2 separate regions of the Gossypium hirsutum genome follow, and region 1 is linked to region 2. The links are chromatin contacts, called in public Hi-C maps. All regions are on one chromosome and are shown on one strand. Each heading gives the region's core, a stretch centred on a gene start, on an enhancer-like site or on the middle of the called end of the contact. The rest is flanking DNA. Distances are from core to core; before and after follow the strand shown. Region 1 holds the start of LOC107910471 (protein GIGANTEA). Region 2 overlaps LOC107910472 (type IV inositol polyphosphate 5-phosphatase 3).

Evidence for each region. Hi-C and Micro-C count contacts between places; a contact is called where the count stands out from the background.
Region 1: a contact with region 2 is called in a Hi-C map of leaf, with 4 times the contacts expected there. The contact joins the promoter of LOC107910471 here to the enhancer-like site in region 2. A contact is called at or near these places in 21 of 34 Hi-C or Micro-C datasets (anther, callus, cotyledon and 5 more).

What each region holds. Positions count from the first base shown.
Region 1 is chrD02:9,911,265-9,917,632 of Gossypium_hirsutum_v2.1, reverse strand. LOC107910471 (protein GIGANTEA) reads right to left here and starts at 3,556. Exons shown (of 16, transcript XM_041088410.1): 1 at 3,329-3,556; 2 at 2,930-3,001; 3 at 2,558-2,757; 4 at 2,271-2,342; 5 at 2,071-2,125; 6 at 1,803-1,945; 7 at 1,361-1,638; 8 at 733-788; 9 at 383-623; 10 at 1-120. The coding sequence starts at 2,644.
Region 2 is chrD02:9,854,767-9,861,123 of Gossypium_hirsutum_v2.1, reverse strand. LOC107910472 (type IV inositol polyphosphate 5-phosphatase 3) reads right to left here. Exons shown (of 13, transcript XM_041088408.1): 11 at 6,330-6,357; 12 at 5,989-6,225; 13 at 4,184-5,260. The coding sequence ends at 6,018. Among protein-coding and RNA genes, the nearest start is that of LOC107910472, 10 kb to the right of the region's middle. Within about 2 kb of position 3,208, at least 3 of the 9 cell types and tissues checked have an H3K27ac peak or open chromatin away from gene starts, as enhancers often do. A contact at or near this core is called in hypocotyl and leaf, where this site is marked.

The sequences.
Region 1 (6,368 bases), core at 2,307-4,806, 56 kb before region 2:
CGAAGGAGTTCCACAAGCTGTACAGCAGCATCAAGTGCATCCGGGGCCCATGATGGTGGTGCTTCTAGAAGTCCAAGAAGAAGTCTTTGGGTGGCACTTGGAGTTGCAATGGCATAGTACCTAATTAGGAGGGAGAAAAAAATACATCATGACGGACACTTATACTAGCAACTAAACATGTCAGGCATTCAACAGTAGATAAACTCCTTCAAAACTTTCAAACAAGATCTACTTTCCTGATATAAATTCGGGAGTGCTTCACTCAATGCCCTGTATGCATGGCAAAGCACAGTACTTACAAGATATGACCATGTACACCTACTATAGAACAAATATACTTAAGCAATGTTGTTCGAGAGCTCTTAAAGGTTCAGGGCTCTACCGATGAAATAATCGAGCATATGGTTCAAGAGCTGGCAGCCCAGCAACTAGATGCTCATCCAAAGCTGTTGTCGGTGGAGGAAGTAGAAGTGCAGGAACTGCTGCAGCTGTTAAAGTAGCAGTCTCGTAGCGTGCAACCTCCTCATCGCATACACTTAAAATGACACCAGCACCATTAGCAACTGCCCATCTTGGGGTTGATGGCATGAGCTGAGGATGCTTTCCAGATCCACGAATAGAAGCTATTAGACAACAGTAGTCAAGTAATGAGTCCTCAGGCCTAAAATATATTTTTATACATTCCAGGAAGCAAAATCATGTAATACATTCCAGCCAAAATATGTAACTGACCAGTCATAGGCGGCCTGAGGTCTCCAGCTGCATATTTACCCATAACACCACTGCACCTGTTAATACATATAAAGGGCTACCGGCTTCAGTAATAAGCACATAAAAGCAGGATCCATTCATAGGATGTATCACACAAGAGCTTTTAAATTCAATGATAGTTATATGATAAATTGAACTACTATCTAGGTACTTCTAAGAGAGGCCTTATAACTCAGAAGCACTCCCACTATTCAAGCCTCAGCAAAAAGTTTAATGCAAAAACAGAGTTACGCTAATGCTCACATTGTAACTGATCATGGCGTTTACACATCGTATTAAATGCTATAAAATTGTCAACCAGTAATATCTGAAAAACTAAAAAAGCTACTCAAGGTAGCCGGTTGGAAATGGCATCCTAAGCATGTATGCATCCATATGCATGTATCTACCGGCAAAATGACAGTTAATCAACAAATGTGGTCTTCCAACATGTTTATTTCTTGAAGTTAGAAGCATTCTATAAGGTTTACTAGAGCACAAGTACTGGAATATTCAACCGTTAAAACCGCTTCTATCTTTATAGAGGCCAATTGATGTTTCAAACAAATCAAGAAAGGAAAAATACTTTGCAATAATAGAAACCGCTCACCAACGAAAGTAATCACTTCTGATGCCCAAAGGCGCTGCAAGCAATATATCAGTAATCCAGGGAGATAAAGGCCTCAAAGGCTTCCTCTCCTGTCGCATTGAAGGCATGTGAAAGGATGATTCCCCATCAGCAGATTCACTTGTTGTAGCTTGGCTGCTGCTATTGCTTCTATCTGCTTCACTATTTGGCAGTTCCGTTTTACATATTGGACGGTTGTAATGAGTCAGAATCCGCAAGATCTCTCCACATGCCAGTGCCCACTGTTCAGAATACTCATTCTGTAAAAAAAACATAAATGCCACAGATATGTTCTCAGTCAGCCACAATGATACTTTTTAAAAAGTTAACAAAGTAGATAAAAGTGAGCATTGAGAATATTAATATAAAATAGTGTGAAGCAAAGATGATCTTCTCTATTGAACTAAAAAGAAAAAAAAAATACCTCACTACTTGGGCAGACTAAGGAGATGAATGAAGAAAATGGAGGGGCATTCTTATCATACATAAGTGTACCATCAATTATGCATGCAATAATTGGAAGAACAACCGCATGCCCATGTTCAGGATGGTGAAGGACAAACGTTGCTGCAAACAGATTAAGTTTAAGGAACCAGTCATTTCCCAGTTATAACTTAAGTAAAAATTCATTGGATTTAAAGGTGTTATCGTAAGGAACAGTGTTACAATAGAAAAGATGAAAGAGCCAATACCCAGAACATCATCAAAAAGGCGCTGTTCATCAGATGGATAGCGGTTGCGGACAAGCTGTTACAAAACAAGCAAATTTGTTACATAAAAAACTCCCAAAACAATAAAAGAATTTCCTCCCTTGACATATAAGCAAAGTAGTTAGTGTCTTTTCCTTCCATTACCAATGGGATGTGAAATAATCAAACGAAAACAAGCATACCTCAGCAATGTCCTCAGGGAATTGTTCTGATGTGAATTGACCGAAATACTCGACATATGCAGTAATTTGAACCTAAAAAAAAGGTAACACAATGGATTATAAGAAATGATGATTTTTACTAAAGCTAATATGAAGTCATATATTCATTTATGTCACCTATTTCACCAACTTAAGTTTTCAAGTAAGCCAAGCATGAAAATATAGAATGTTTAAAAAGCTTCAAAGATTCATTCAAAGAAAACCAATAACAAGACAATAGAAAATCCAAGAGAAAGAAACTAGGGTACCTTTCGATGTTGAGGGTCCTGCGGCGGAGGCCTGAACAGCGATGAGAACTGAAGGCCATCAATCCATCGCTCGGACGGATTAGCCATGTATCCTAAACAAGATGTAACCTCTGGAATATACCCTTCGAAGCAACCAGCGGACCAATCAACAGCAAGACACACACACCCCCCCCAAAACCTGAGCTTCCACTCTGCAACCTCTACCAATCAAGAATCAATATTTCATAATTCAACATCCCAAGCCGATTCAGCCCACGGATTCCCACAAATATGTAAGTGATATCAATTGAAGAACACAAAAAGTATTGAATCAACAAGAGAAACTATATTTCATCTCTCTCTCTTTCTCTCTTAAAAGGATTGGAAATTTACAACAGTATGATTAGTCGTCTCTGCCTCTAACTGTCGATTACTGTTTAACTAATAATCAGAATCTGTTCTTCTCTGCAAAAACAAATTGAAAGTAAAAATCAGAAACTATTACTAAAAACAAAAAATACAGAGAAAAAGTATCTATATAAAAAGATTCAAAAACAGCAAATCACTTGAAAATGGATTAGTAAGCAAGCTAAGAACACTGCATACACGATACAGCTACCGAAATCTTTAGATAAAAACACCATAAATCATCAAACTAACAAAAAAACCAAGACTAAATCTCAAAACCCATTTTTTATACGAACATGTATATTTAAAAAAATACATAAACAGAAATGAAAAACTCAAAATTTAGAGAAAAATAAAGGAGGATTTGGAAGCTAACAAACAAACCTGGGCTTTGTTTATCAGATGCTAAAATTTTGCTGATTTAATCTAAGATTTAACTCACTAAAAAACAATATTAGTGCATATAAAATAATGAAAAAAGAAAAAGAATATTGGTTTGAGATTTGAGTGGTTTTGCTGGGGAAATTTTGTAAGAGGTGGTAGAGAAAATTTTTGATATGGGTGAGAAGGAAGAGATCTTTAGATGGCTGTTGGCTTCAGATTGGTGATGATGTGGCATTGATATTTTCCTCTAGCCTCACAACCTTTCTATGTCATATCACATTAATCCACCATGCATTACATCACATTAACATGCATACATGCATAACATCCATTTATAGCATGAGCAACTTCAGCTAGAGTAATAAGTAAAAAAATTGCTTAATGACGAAAAAGTCCGCAAACTTTTTCAAAAGAAGCAATTAAGCTATTTTTTTTTCATTTAATTTGGTATTTGAACTTTTAATATGTATAAAAAAGGTCCTCAAATTTTTTTAAAAAAAGCAATTAAGCCCATGTTTCTTTTTGCACTCAATTGAGTACTTGAACTTTCAAAATGCATGAAAAAGGCCCTCAAACTTTTTCAAAAAAAGTAATTAAGCTCTTACTTTTTTACACTCAATTGGTTACTTGAATTACTAAAATACATCAAAAGGACCCTTTAATGTTAACTTTAACGGTTAACTCTTAAAGTTAACCACCCCTAACTTTTTTCAATTAAAGCCACCACATGTCACAACCACGGTGTGACATGTGGTAAAACATATAAAAAATAAAAATTAATTATTAAATTATTAAGTTTTAATAAAAAATATAGAAATTATTAAAAATTAGAAAGAATTTTAAAAATTTTAGAAAATTATAAAAAAATTGTAAAATTTTATAAAAATATAAAAAAATTATAAAATTTTATAAAGTCATAAGAAAATTATAAAAAATGTAAAGAAATATAAAATTTATAAAAAAATTATAAAAATTATAGTACCAAAAGAAGTATTTTATAATTTTTCTATAACTTTTATTAATTTTAATTTTTTATCTTTTTTCTCCACATGTCATACTGTGTTGCGACACGTGATGGCTTTAACTAAAAAAAAAATGGGGGTCGTTAATTTTAACGGTCAACAGTTAAAGTTAATGATTAGAGGGTCATTTTTATACATTTTATATTTTTTCCTAATTTTAAATATTTTTTTATATTTTTATTAAAATTTAATAATTTTTATAACTTTTATTGATTTTTATTTTTTATAATTTTTTTGCCACATGTCACACTATGGTTGTGATACGGGTGGCTTTAACTGAAAAATTAGGGGCAGTTAACTTTAGCGGTTAATTGTTAAAATTAAAGGTTAAAGAGCATTTTTTATATATTTTGACTGTTCAAATACACAATCAAGTGCTAAAAAAAAAGGCGTAATTGCTTCTTCTTTTTTTGAAAAAATTTGAGATGCATTTTGAGAGTTCAAGTACCCAATTGAATAAAAAAAGACTTAATTACTTTTTAAAAAAAATTTGAAGAGTTTTTATACCTTAAACCTAAAAAAAAAAATTAATTATGCTGCACATCTTTATATTTTTTTAAAATTTAAAATTTTATTATTATATTTTAATTTTGAGATAATGAGTTTATGTAATTTTTCATTTGAAAATTTTAGTCTCTTCATCTAATTGTCCTTTAAAAGTTGGTGATGTTGCAAATATAAAAAAAGGTAAAATAATTTTTTAGTCATTAACATTTATAGTTTTTGTTAATTTATTCTTAGTTTTTAAAAATACATGAAAAATTATAAATAATTTATAATTTATAATTTTTCTGTATTTTTAATAAAATATTTAAAATTTATAATTATTTATAAAAAAGAGAAGAGAAAAAAATTATAAAAAAAAAGTTCAAAATCTAAATCTAAAATCAATGGCAAAGAGACTTTTCTTGCTTCGAAAGAAAAAAAAACCATAAAAAATTCAAATGTAAATCTAAACTATATATATATTAATCCCAAACATAATTTTCAATAAGAAATTTAATTTCAGATTATGCTTAGAAAAATGCAAAATTATTAAAAAAAATTAAATATTTGGACCAAATGGAAGTTTTCAGAATTAAAAGGTCTCCTTCAACACTTATCAAAAAAATATAAAGTTAACTATAAAAATAGTCACTTTTATTTGTCTCAGATTACGTTTTTAAAAAATAAGTACATTGACTCAATGAAATATTTTTGGAATCGGACCAATGGTCGAACCAATCAAACCATCAATTCTCAATCTGATTAATTCGACTAGTCCAGACAGTTCAAAGGAAATAAATAGTTAAAAAATTTAAAATTTTATAAAAACCAATTCAACCGATTTTTTAGCCCAACTAGTTCTAGTTCACAAGCAAGGACGGATTCGGAATTTTACTCCTAGGGGACAAAACTTCTAAATCCGAACGAACTTTTTTAACGTAAAAAAGTATCAATTCTTCTCGGATATTTTTTTGACACTTTTTTTTTCTTATCAAATAAATCAATTTAATATTTTTTAAAAAATATGTACAATTTAACTATAAAAAAAATTAAAAGAAAAAACCATTAAATATTTCTTTCCAATATACAAAAAAAAAACTAATACAATACTAAAAATTTCATTAATACCATTATAATTCCAAAAATTAAATTAACAAAACTTGGCCTTAGTCTTATTTTTCAATACTAAGCATTCTAAATTTCACCATCTGTTTTTTCATAAGATTAAACTCATCAATGATAGAATCTGTAGAAAATTTTCGAGCTATCTCTTTTTCGATGTATGCCACAAAGCAAATTGAAAGAAAATCATCCTCCATTCTGTTGCGAAGCCTTGTCTTCACAATTTTCTTGGCTGAAAATGTTCGTTCGGTTGTTGCAGTAGACACGGGAAGAGTTAGCACAAGGCAAATAATTCTATCAAGAAAAATATAAATACTTGACTTATTTATCTTAGCTAGCACTTGACACAACTTGGCAAGTGTAGAAGTTTTCTACAATTCCATGCATTGATGAACATCAAGTTTAAAAAG
Region 2 (6,357 bases), core at 1,959-4,458:
ATATAATTAAGAAACATCCATTAACATATAAATACCTAAAACATGCTTAATATTAAGAATGCCACTTTCTATCAATTTAATCGAACAAGAAAAATATGAAATAATTTGGTAACTATTTATACTAATAGATATAGCACAACTTGACTTTGATACCAATTATTGAAAATATGTTATGAAAAATAGTTTTGTTGCATATGGAATCCTAAAACTTTTCATAAAATCATACCTTAGTTATGATATTATTATTCACCAAATTTGATAGTTATGTTTTCAAGCTAAGGAGATATGTTGAATCTTGGATCTAGATCTAAATCCTTCTAGCTTTCAATCGAATGATCTTCTCCGCTATTTTTGAACCCTCAAATGCTTAGAGTGTGGGCTCTATTTAAATAACCGAACACAAGATGAAAATTGAGGCTTTTCAATAGGGAAAATGGACTTTCCCTAGAGGAAATCCAAAACTAAAAAAATTAAATCTCACAAATTTGAATTATAATTGCCAAGGAAAATACAATTCTAATCTCACAAATTTGAACTAAAAGTACTCACAAAAAATAGAATTTATTTGAGTTCAAAAAATAACCGAAATAAATTTTCACTAAAATTCATCAGAGTATCCTCATATATACGTGTTTATATTTCAACAACCCTTAGCCTCTATATATAGGGAAAAAATCACAAAAAGTTCCACTAGAATAAATAGAATGGGAAAATAATATTTCAATAAAAATTAAAGTTCTATTAGAACTCATTGGGAGGGACTAATCCATAAGTTAGGTAAACATGGTTAATTACTTACTCCGTATTAGGGTAAGTCACACCATGAACATTAAAAGTGAATAAATTCATAAATGGATCCAAGATAAATTATACTTGGTTCTATTCTAATGTATTGTCAATCTAGACAATCACGCATATGTGTCTATTTTCTGAAAGTCAACTGCTCTGATACCCAATATAATGTATCTCTCAAGTTAGACTAACCCTATGAGTCAATTGTTCATTTTTATTCCATAAACTATGAACAATTTAGATTACCTACTCATATAAGTTGTCTTCTCGCGTCATAATCCTACAATATGATGCAACTTAATATTTGTTAAACCCTTAGGTAATCAATTAGCTAATATGTGTTCATTCATTTTTCTTTTCATGCAAAAATCATTTGAGGAAAATCAATCAAAGATATAATAAATTAATTATGGAATTTTATTTATCCAATTAGTTTGAAAATTATAAGTAGAATGATATAATCCTTGCATTAAGGTCATAAAATCCTAATAAAAGAACCTACCCATAAATAAGTTTGCAAGCTCATTTAAAAATGAATGGAGCCCCTCTTGGATAGGAAAAATATCAATCGCCTGCATGGTCCCTTAAGGTCATCAAGAAGGCAAGACACTTCAATGCATTGAAGGCGCCTAGCATATTCATGTGGTTTTTGTAGTGTGCCAAATGCTCTTAGAGGTCATCTTTGGCAACATCAAAGTTGGAGACATGAACTCTCTTGCCACCTTTAGAGCCAAAGTCTTATTAGAATAGTCTCATTCAAATTCAACGAACTTGGTATTGCGAAAAGCTTCATTTTCTTTTCTGAGGGCTTGTATTTGATATTAAGAAAAGTGAGCTAGTTATTAAGGATCTTGCATTTGTAACTGATATGGTGGGTTCATCGTTGGATTTCTATCAGACCTTGGTTTCCTCCACTTCCACTTGTTAAGAAAAGATTGTCCCTTTTACCTTTGGTTGGATTTTACTTTTAGAGGTTTTTGTTTACCCTGAGCTCTTTAATGATCTTCTCGTTTCGCAAGTTTACTTCCTGCTGTTGTTGGTAAAAAATTTGCTATATAGATATATGTTTTTCAAGAATTATCATTTTCTCTTGCACTTTCATAAACTGGTATGAGCTAAAGTTAAGGTTTTGCAAAGTTTATTCACCATGAGGGGTATAAGGCTGGCTTTGTTAATTCAGTAATTAACATAATATCTAGGTGGGGGTATTGTGTATAGCTAACATAATGTGGATAATATAATATACAGGTTATACGGATCGTAATGACGACTTGGTTGTGTCTTCTATTGGGAGAATTATTGTAGTGCATTAGAGAACTGTTAATCTTAGGTTGTTTAGGGTTGCGGTTGAGCTTGGGGGCCTTGTTCTTGTTCATCTATATTTGCAAGGATTGTTCATGATGAAAATGTGAGTGAAAAAAGGATAGGGGACAAATTTGAAAAGATAGTTAACCTTAAGGGGGTGAAGAGCCATGAAGAGAAGAGAAGGTGGTTGAGATATTGTTGAATTGGAGAGAAAGCTATTAAAGAATAATGAGGAAGAAGAAGAAGAAAACTCCCCTACTATGGAGCCAAGAGATGCATATATAAAGTTGACTCTTCTATGCCACGTGTCCTTCTCTAATAGACATGTTTGTCGTTCAGTCATTCCTTGTTAGGGAATGTCTCATTTGTGTGGTTGGGTTATTAGGGTAGTTAAGTGGCATATCCTTGGTCCCAGACGAAGCATGCACGATGCAAGATAAACCACTGGCAAAGCATGGTAGCAATGATATCTTTAATTGAGTATGTGTAACATATCTAAACATGACATTTTTCTCATTGAAAATTTTAATAAAAAAATCCTTAAATCTAATTTTCGAAAAGCAAAATTATAGTAATTAATCAAATATATATGTGAACTGATATTATACTTGTAATTATAAATATATTCTATTTGTGATAGTGAAACTCTAAAAGAAATATAATCAGATATAAATACTATAATTTCGTTATACATGCTATCCAACCCCTTATCACCAATAGAGATCTTCACTTATTCGTCATTAGCCTATCATGTAATTTACATGTGAACAGTTATATTGAATTTTTAAGCTCTTTATATTTATATTGATAGCATAAGCCATGTGGAACAATACATCTATGAAATTTTCCTTCTTCCAATTATTTATTTTTAACTAATTTTATTTTAAATATAAAATATTTAATAAAATTCCAAAATCAATCAAAACCCTCACTCAAAATATATTGAACATCTCGACTTTAATCAGTCTAGATAAAATTAAAGCATCCTCAACTAAAACATTTGTAATTTGATGTGATCGTATTCAAAACAATAATGATTGAAGTAAATAGTCAAACCCATCTCGACAAGACCGTGGGCTACCACTGATCACATTTCCAATTGTTGCAAAGTATCTGAAGCACAAGATCGGTAGGGGGCGCTTTGCCCCTCCAAAAATATAATGTTTAATTATGAAAATTTCATTTCAACCCTTAAAAAGTTTTTAATTTTCCTCTTTTTCTACAGCTTCTTAATCACACAGCATCTCCTTCGATTACAACATGGTAAGGATTCCTTTTAATTATTCAAATAAGAAAGAAAAATCTATCCATGATTCTATATGACATAATATATTAAAATTACTTCTCTTTTCATATTTCTTATTCAACCGGCTTTTGTGCATATTTAATTAATTATGTGGCTGACGATACCAAGCAGATATTTGTAACGGGTGGAATGTATGCCTCAACCATAATAAACATGCCAAACTTGAATTCTGTTTTTTAGTATACGTACCAGACCAGAGTTAGCATTAGCCTAAAGTTTAGAGGATAAATATGACATTAACCTAAAGAAACAAAAAAGGTTTTCACCCTAAGATTTGGGTTATATTTGCTAAACCCTCCCCATCTTTTAATTTGTTTAAATTTATGCCATTACGTAGCTTTATATCAGGGTGGTTCTTATCATATCGATAATGGTTGTATCGGGGTATACTATTTTAGTCCTTAATTAGTACCAAATAATTTAAATTTCATTTTGATCAACATTTTCCATGGATTTTGACCTTTCATATATTTATACTTATTTCAATCAATACTAACTTAAACTGGTGCGTAACAAGATTAGTACAAAATTTTATATTTTAAACTTTTTTTTTATCTTAAATCATTTTAAAAACTACATTAAAACTTGAAATTATTAAGTTAATTATTAAACTACGTTATTTAACTTAATTAATAATTTTAAAACTTATATTTGTATATAAATATGTATAATATAAATTATATAAATGTAATTGAATTATTTTTGCACATATATACAATATAATTTATTAAGAAACTAAAAATTAAACTATAAATATACATATATGTGAAAACAAAAATATCAATAAACTTAAAATGATACATTAAAATAAGACACTGGTACATTAAAAACTACCTCGGTTTACATATAAACTTGAAGTGAAACCAGTAATTTAGGCCTGGTTAGGTGTAAGATTCAAGGATTGGTATTCATTTGGAATTTTCCTCAAGGCAGGCAAACAATTAAACCATGATGAGTAAATCCCAATCTCAAAGAACAAACAGTGAAGTAAAAATAATTCTACAGAAAACCCAGATAGATCAGCACGACATTTGATGATCTTTCAAATTTAATATAAATGAATCCGTTCATACTTCCATTTCACAACCAAAAGAAGTACAGGAAAAAGATAAAAATGGCTTATCTTTTATCTTTAAAAGCTTAGGAAAATGTTAGTCATGGCATGTTATACAGAAGATAGCTGAATAAAGAAACATCTAATGGCTAATGTAATGACCTGCCTAAGGTCACCATGTATCTGGTTGAGAGATGCATACAGGCCATAGGTTGCATACATTTATGAAAAACATATTTTCTTTAACGTCACTCGCAGATATTTGCCATATTAAAGCTATAGAAAGACTGTCAACAATACGAAGTTATAGATAATGGTAAAAGTACATTTATATTAAAGTGAATATGTAAGTGGCTCTTTCTTTTTACCATGCAAGAAGTCAAGATTCATGTGACCACTGGTCACTTTTCACACACCAAAAGCAGAGAGATAGAGAATATGGGTTTTTTTTTTTTTGACAAAAAGATAGCACCAAAACACATGCATTGACTATCTCTCTTTTTACAACACCGAGTTTTTATGAGCTAGAAAAAGCTGTTGGCAGAAGGGAAAATTTATAAAACTTTATTCGAATGCCTACATGCAAACTAAGCTCTGATTTTATTTGGCATTGTTCTTGAATCTATTTGTGGAACCCCTAGAATTGATGCATTTATACAATGATTGCAATATACAATATGGTAACACAGAAAAAAAAATGAATGAATCTAAAGTGTAGGAAATATCAAGAGTTATAGGAGCTCTCACCCCTAGCCTCAAAGGCTCAGGCATAGATTAGCATCCCTTCATATCTCTCGGCTAGCCTATCCTGCATCAGAAAGCAAGCCTTTTGTTTAGAGAAATAAACAAAGCATATGTTTACGCAAGTATTGGACCCACTGCTGAAAAGACCCTGGACCCAAGACTTCTCATAGGGATGTGATAAAAAATCAGGAAAAATGATTTGTTCTTAATAACCTTTCCCGCATGAGATCACCTAATTCCATGTTCCAATTTTCTATCTATTTCATCCAATCAGAATAGAATTCCATGTCATGACAAATGGTGATAGACGTTAGATAAAACACAGATCTGCTACTGGGGTATTTGATTTAGCAGCAATTTCATCTACTTCAAAAAAACAATCCACTTACCTTCATGTAATCCTCGATGCATGCCACAACACAAGATAGTTTGCAACCACCAAGTGTCTCACGTTAATTTCAGAAAAATCACCTTAAAACTTAATGGGGTTCAAATTCTCAATGGAAATATTAACCACCATTCAACCTATATATACTAATCCATGCTTCTACAAACAGATTCTCATTACTGCAACATAGACTACTTCTCTTAAAGGCGTTTAATCTTGTTTCCTTACCTTATTCCTAGGTTCTAGTCAACTTCAACCATTCCTCCTCTCACCCTACATCTAGTAACTATGTGCAGCCAGCATTACTTTGTTTCCCTAGTATGTACCATGACATTTACAACTTGTGGTAGAAAGGACATACTTGTATTCCTGGACGAGAAAACATAGCAAACCACTCACCTGATCCAACTAATGGACTCATCCCAACATCAGTAATCAAAATCCTCTGCTTCAACTTCCTCATTTTCAATTTCAGCATTGGTATAGATGAGTGCACGCTGTAGTTTCTTCGGACAAAATACCTCAACCTCAGCCATATATATGGCAGTAACAGGGCGGTGATCAGAAAGTTTTTGCTCAGTTCTCCTATAACTTAGTTGCCTCATTCCTTTACCACGTGAAAGGATGCGGTCACACCTGAAAGATGAGGTGCATTAAGAAAAAAGAACAAAAGAAATTCATCAGACAAAAAGAAACAACAAAGGATGGATCATGGATCTTATAATTGTCTTTAAGCATACCATGCAGGAATTCGTCTCCCAATCTTGG